2 separate regions of the Macaca mulatta genome follow, and region 1 is linked to region 2. A link is a contact called in public Hi-C data. All regions are on one chromosome and are shown on one strand. Each heading gives the region's core, a stretch centred on a gene start, on an enhancer-like site or on the middle of the called end of the contact. The rest is flanking DNA. Distances are from core to core; before and after follow the strand shown.

Region 1 (2,700 bases), core at 45-2,544, 300 kb before region 2:
AATCATTCCACACAAGACAGGGAATACTTCCTGAACAGGATAGTCATTTAGCCATTTAACTTTGGCCAACGAGTTAATGCAGACCCGGATTTTATAATCAGTAAAATGTGTGGGTTGGAGAAGATGATCTCTGAGATCTTCTCAACCTGACATTGAAAGGAACACAGGGCAAAACAAAATCAGCACTGGATGCAGCATCGGAGGGTCTGAATTCAAGAGTCAGCTCTGCCATTTCCTGACTGTGTAATCATGAAGCTTACTTTCCCCCTTATTTAAATCTCCTTAAGCCTCAGTTTCCTTGGATATAAAATGAGGCTAATACAGCACTTTGGGAAGCCGAGATGGGCGGATCAACTGAGGTTGGGAGTTCGAGACCAGCCTGACCAACATGAAGAAACCCCATCTCTACTAAAAATACAAAATTAGCCGGGTGTGGTGGTGCATGCCTGTAATCCCAGCTACTCGGGAGGCTGAGGCAGGAGAATTGCTTGAACCTGGGAGGCAGAGGTTGCAGTGAGCTGAGATCGCGCCATTGCAATCCTGCCTGGGCAACAAGAGTGACACTCTGTCTCAAAAAAAAAAAAAAAACAAAAAGGGGGCTGATAACATTCACAGGTTGTTGCGCAAACCAAAGATCAAGAACGTGAACGTGCTCTTTCAGGAGAAAAAGCTGACTTGCTCCAAGTGTTTGCTCGGGTAACTGGAAGGTATGACCTCTGTCACAGGATGCGGAGCTGGGCTACTGCTGCCAGCAGAAAAGAAAGTCACTATCCAGCAGAAGGTCAGGAGAGCTCTCCCACCACAATCTCTTCAATACCGAGCAAAATACTCGATCTGCTGAGCTCAGCCTCCTTGGTTTTGCCTGGAGGAGCAGTGGCCTACCAACTAGCCAAGAGCTTCGCTGTGTGCACCATAAAGTGGGGCAAAGGAAAGGAAAAAGCACAAAGCACAGGTGAAATGTGTGTTTGTGGGCTGGGGAAGAAACGAGGCAGAACCCTCAGTTTCTTGCCACACATCTAAGCCTCTGGGACCAAGCTGAGGAACGCACTTGCACGTGCAGGCGGAGGGGTGTGATGTGGGGTGGGGGCGAGGTCCTGCTTTCCCAGCCATTCAGTGTTCCTTCAGTTCTCTGAGCATAGAGGACCAGGAAGGTGGGAGGAGGGAAGAGAGGGAGGAAAGGGGTTAGGCTGTCTGCGGGGAGGCAAGAGAAGAAGGAGGAGAGGAGAGGAGGGAGGGCAGCTCAGGAAGGCGGAGGAGGGAAGCCGTTTGCTGAGCTGAGCTGAGCCGAGCCAGACGGGGTTACTCTCGGTCAGTGCCCTCCAGTCCCCAGCTCGGGTTTCAAGATCTCTGTCTTCTCTTTTGCTCAACATGAAAAGGAACCAAAGCAATCAGCTGCTTTAGAAGTGGGTGGAGGAGGCAAATGAAAAAACAGAAGTAGGGAAAATCGCATCAGTATCCCAGGTCCAGATGTCTTCTTCAATGGACCCCCTGGGGTGGGGGTGGGGGTGGGGTGGGGGTCTCCCAGCCTGCTAGGAGCTGTCAACTGGGCAGGGCCTGGGAGGGGGAGGCAAATTCTAACTCGTGGTTTTAATCACACTGAGTTTGTCCAGCCTTATAAATAAGACCTTGAAACTTCTCTGCTACACAAGGGCTAGTAACAAATACAGTCCAGTGGCTTTATGGTATTTTTTAGTGTTTTGTTTTCCTGATGCTCTGCTGTCTTCTTGAAGAACAGATGCTGCCTGCTTCACCAATAGCTGAGCACTCTCTGGGAAGACCAGGTTGGTGGGTGCTCAGGAGAAGGGGTGAGGCAGGGTGATGCAGCTGCTCCTTCAGGTGACTCCTTAGGGCAGGGGAGAGTAGGCCAGGGGTGTGTGGTGCACGCAGCCTGAGGACACCCATGCTGTTCATCCCAGCCTGGGCTTTCCAACCCAGGAGATGCTTCCTTCTCTACAGAGAAGGCTTTCCAAGGGATACCAAGACAGACCTGAAAAAACTCAGTTCCAGAAATTTCCAGTTATATGACCTTGGGAAAGTCAGTTAGGCTCTCTGAGGGCCCCTATAAAACGGCTTGAGGGAGTGGCTCCAGTTCCTTCTGCCAGTTGAGGAAATGCTGTTTGTGCCCTCCTAAGAATGCAGCAACAAGGCACCATCCTGGAAGCAGAGAGCAGCCCTCACCAGACACCAAACCTGCCCACACCTTGATTTTGGATTTCCCAGCCTCCAGAACTGTGAGAAGTAAATTTCTACTGTGTATAAATTACCCACTCTCAAGAATTTTCTTCTAGCAGCACAAACAGAATAAGACAATACCCACGTCTTACTGAGAAGAGGGAAGGTGGGAGAGGTTACTGGAAGCCCCTAGAATGAGGGTTGAAGACCCTGAATGTAACAAGTCCCCCAAAGAGCCAGTGCAGCCCCAGAGGGAAAGGATGTCCTGGTCACACTGGCCAGGGCGTGGAAGGACACAGTCAGGCTGGCTTGGAAGCTCAGAAGGAAGTGGAAGATAACACTAAGACATAACATTGACCCAAATGAATTTTGGATCTGAACAGAAAGAGAAGAAGAAACAAAGAACCAACATCAGAAAAAGAAAGAAGATAGCTGAGAAGAAAACTCTGCCTGAAGACCAGAGAGGCAGAAAGACGAGAGGACACGTGGAAGACAAAAGGAGTGAAGAGAAGGTAAGAGATAGAAAGT
Region 2 (2,700 bases), core at 101-2,600:
ATGAAACAAGATTCGCCAAGTATTGGTAATTTTTGAAGCTGGGTGTGGATACCTCAGGTTTGTTATAAAGTTCTTTCTACTTTTTTGTATATGCTTTACATTTTTCATAACAAAATGTTAATAAAAAATAGTTTTCATAGGGCCTGGTGGCTCACGCCTGTAATCCCAGCACTTTGGGAGGCCAAGGTGGGTGGATCACCTGAGGTCAGGAGTTCGAGACCAGCCTGGCCAATGTTGAAACCCCATCTCTACTAAAAATACAAAAACTAGCTGGGTGTGGTGACTCATGCCTGTGATCCCAGCTACTCGGGAGGCTGAGGCAGGAGAATCGCTTGAACCTGGGAGGCAGAGGTTGCAGTGGGCCAAGATCATGCCACTGCACTCCAGCCTAGGCAACAGAGCGAGACTCCATCTTAAAAAAAAAAAAAAAAAAAAAAAAAAAAAAAAAAAAAGCTTTAAGTGCTGACCCAGGTCTTCAGGTAGCCAAGAATTATATATTTACCTATGTGATTTTTTTTTTAGAATTTTGCTTCATCAACTTGCTAAGCTCAATTATTCAGGGGTACTCTATCATCCTTCTGCTTGGTCTCTCTGAATAGTGGGATTGCTGGTTATTATTTTTTCTTTTTTATTCTTTTCTGTATTTTCAGAATTTTTTAAATGAGCATCTATTGCCTTTATAGTTAGGAAAATCAATAAAGCTATTTATTACCAATGTGGACTCATGGATTTTTATTTTATAAAATGGATTATCACATTATGCATTTTAATAAACTTATTTGAAATTTTACACGTGACAGGAGAATATTTATTTCTACCCCACAAACAGTAACAAAATAATACATAAAAATCAGAAACTTGGATTGTCCAAACAGTAGCCATTAGGAAGAGAATGTACTTTATGTACAGGATGCTTCTTCCTAAGAGGCAAGCCGGTTAAATGAAGAAAGTAGAATCCTGGATAAATATAGAAAATGTTTGCAGAAGGAAATTTTATTTCATTGCCTCAGTCCTAAATGGCATTAGCAAATACTGCAAAGTAATGAAGGAGGTCATTAAGAAGGAACTAGAAACGCCTTCCAATGTTATGGAAGAAATTCTGACATCTTAATTATATTCTGCCACCTAGTGACAAAGGAAGATTAACATACTTCCTTAGCCCAGCTACAACAGCAGAGAGGCCTGCCCTCCACCACCTAGACACCAGAGCCATGGCCTGACTGCCAGGACAAGCCTGATCCTACAAGCGCTTGGTGCACAGTATCCTCTCTCTGCTTCTGCTCACAACTCTGGGAGACACTGTAAATATGGTCAAAAGCCATGGAGCTGTTCAGTCTGTGGCTGACAGACTTCCCATGGAGCCAGGTCAACCCTCTGCCACTCAGCACAGTGCACTGGGAACTCTGCTCTCTCCTGCCTGTTGCAAAGGACTTCCAGGGAGAAACAAATTAGGAGACTAAAAAGACATGGCTCACGGTGGGCATTTTCATCCATAACTTCCACTGGACTTAAAAAGAGGAGTAAATACAGTGATCCCCTTACCCTGAAATAGGATAACTTTGTTTTGTTTTTGTTTTTGTTTTTGAGACAGTCTCGCTCTGTCACCCAGGCTGGAGTGCAATGGTGCCATTTTGGCTCACTGCAACCTCCGCCTCCTGAGTTCAAGCAATTCTCCTGTCTCAGCCTCCCGAGTAGCTGAGACTACAGGTGCACATCACCACATCTGGATAATTTTTATATTTTTAGTAGAGACAGGGTTTCCCCATATTGGTCAGGCTGCTCTGGAACTCCTGACCCCAGGTGATCTAACCCGCCTCCCAAAGTGCTGGGATTACAGGCGTGAGCCACTGTCCGCGGCCTGGGATAACTTTTATACAGGAATCTTTGCAATTACACGAGGTGATAGGCACAAAAACTCCTATTGATTCCCCGAATATAAATTGGGGAAGGAATGGATGGTCTCAAAGCACATTCAGGGGCAGCCACACACCACCTGGAAGAAGCTTCTGGTCCAGCGGATGTGGCCCGTGGAAGTGTTGGCCCATCATGCATTGCAATGGTGGGTAGGCAGGTAGGGGCGGGGCCAGGGCCGGAAGTAGAACTGTGGCCTCCATGGCCGCTTGTGACTCCAGAGGTTCTATGCAAGAACCATAGAATCACCGTGATTCTTTTTTTTATTTTTTTATTTTCTTTCTTTGTTTTTTGTTTTTAGTTTGTTTTTTTTTTTTTGAGACAGAGTTTGACTCTTGGTTGCCCAGGCTAGAGTGCAATGGCATGATCTCAGCTCACTGCAGCCTCCACCTCCCGGGTTCAAGTGATTCTCCTGCCTCAGCCTTCCAAGTAGCTGGGATTACAGGCACCTGCCACCATGCCTGGCTAATTTTTGTACCTTTAGTAGAGACGGAGTTTCGCCATGTTGACCAGGCTGGTCTTGAACTCCTGACCTCAGGTGATCTGCCCGCCTCTGTCTCCCAAAGTGCTGTGATTACAGGCATGAGCCACTGTGCCTAGCCCACTATGATTCTTTAGACGCTCTTTGAGGTCTCCTCTGTGCTTCTGTCAGCAGTTTCAGCCCAATTTTCGAAAGAACATTGGTGATAACAGCAGTGACATTTAATAAGGAACTTGATCCTGTGCAGAAACTTCGTGGACAAGATTAGAGAATACAAATCTAAGCAACTGGCATCTGTAGGACCTTTT

What was found. A called contact is a pair of places that touch in the nucleus more often than the background predicts.
Region 1: a contact with region 2 is called in a Hi-C map of CD4 T cells, with 4 times the contacts expected there. The contact joins two enhancer-like sites. A contact is called at or near these places in 5 of 14 Hi-C or Micro-C datasets (CD4 T cells, cortical neurons, fetal cortex germinal zone and 2 more).

What each region holds. Positions count from the first base shown.
Region 1 is chr15:53,522,520-53,525,219 of T2T-MMU8v2.0, reverse strand. The region is part of intron 5 of ABCA1 (ATP binding cassette subfamily A member 1); the gene reads right to left. Among named protein-coding and RNA genes, the nearest start is that of ABCA1, 59 kb to the right of the region's middle. Within about 2 kb of position 1,294, at least 26 of the 40 cell types and tissues checked have an H3K27ac peak or open chromatin away from gene starts, as enhancers often do. A contact at or near this core is called in CD4 T cells, where this site is marked.
Region 2 is chr15:53,219,186-53,221,885 of T2T-MMU8v2.0, reverse strand. No RefSeq gene overlaps it. Among named protein-coding and RNA genes, the nearest start is that of SLC44A1, 89 kb to the right of the region's middle. Within about 2 kb of position 1,350, at least 10 of the 40 cell types and tissues checked have an H3K27ac peak or open chromatin away from gene starts, as enhancers often do. A contact at or near this core is called in CD4 T cells, where this site is marked.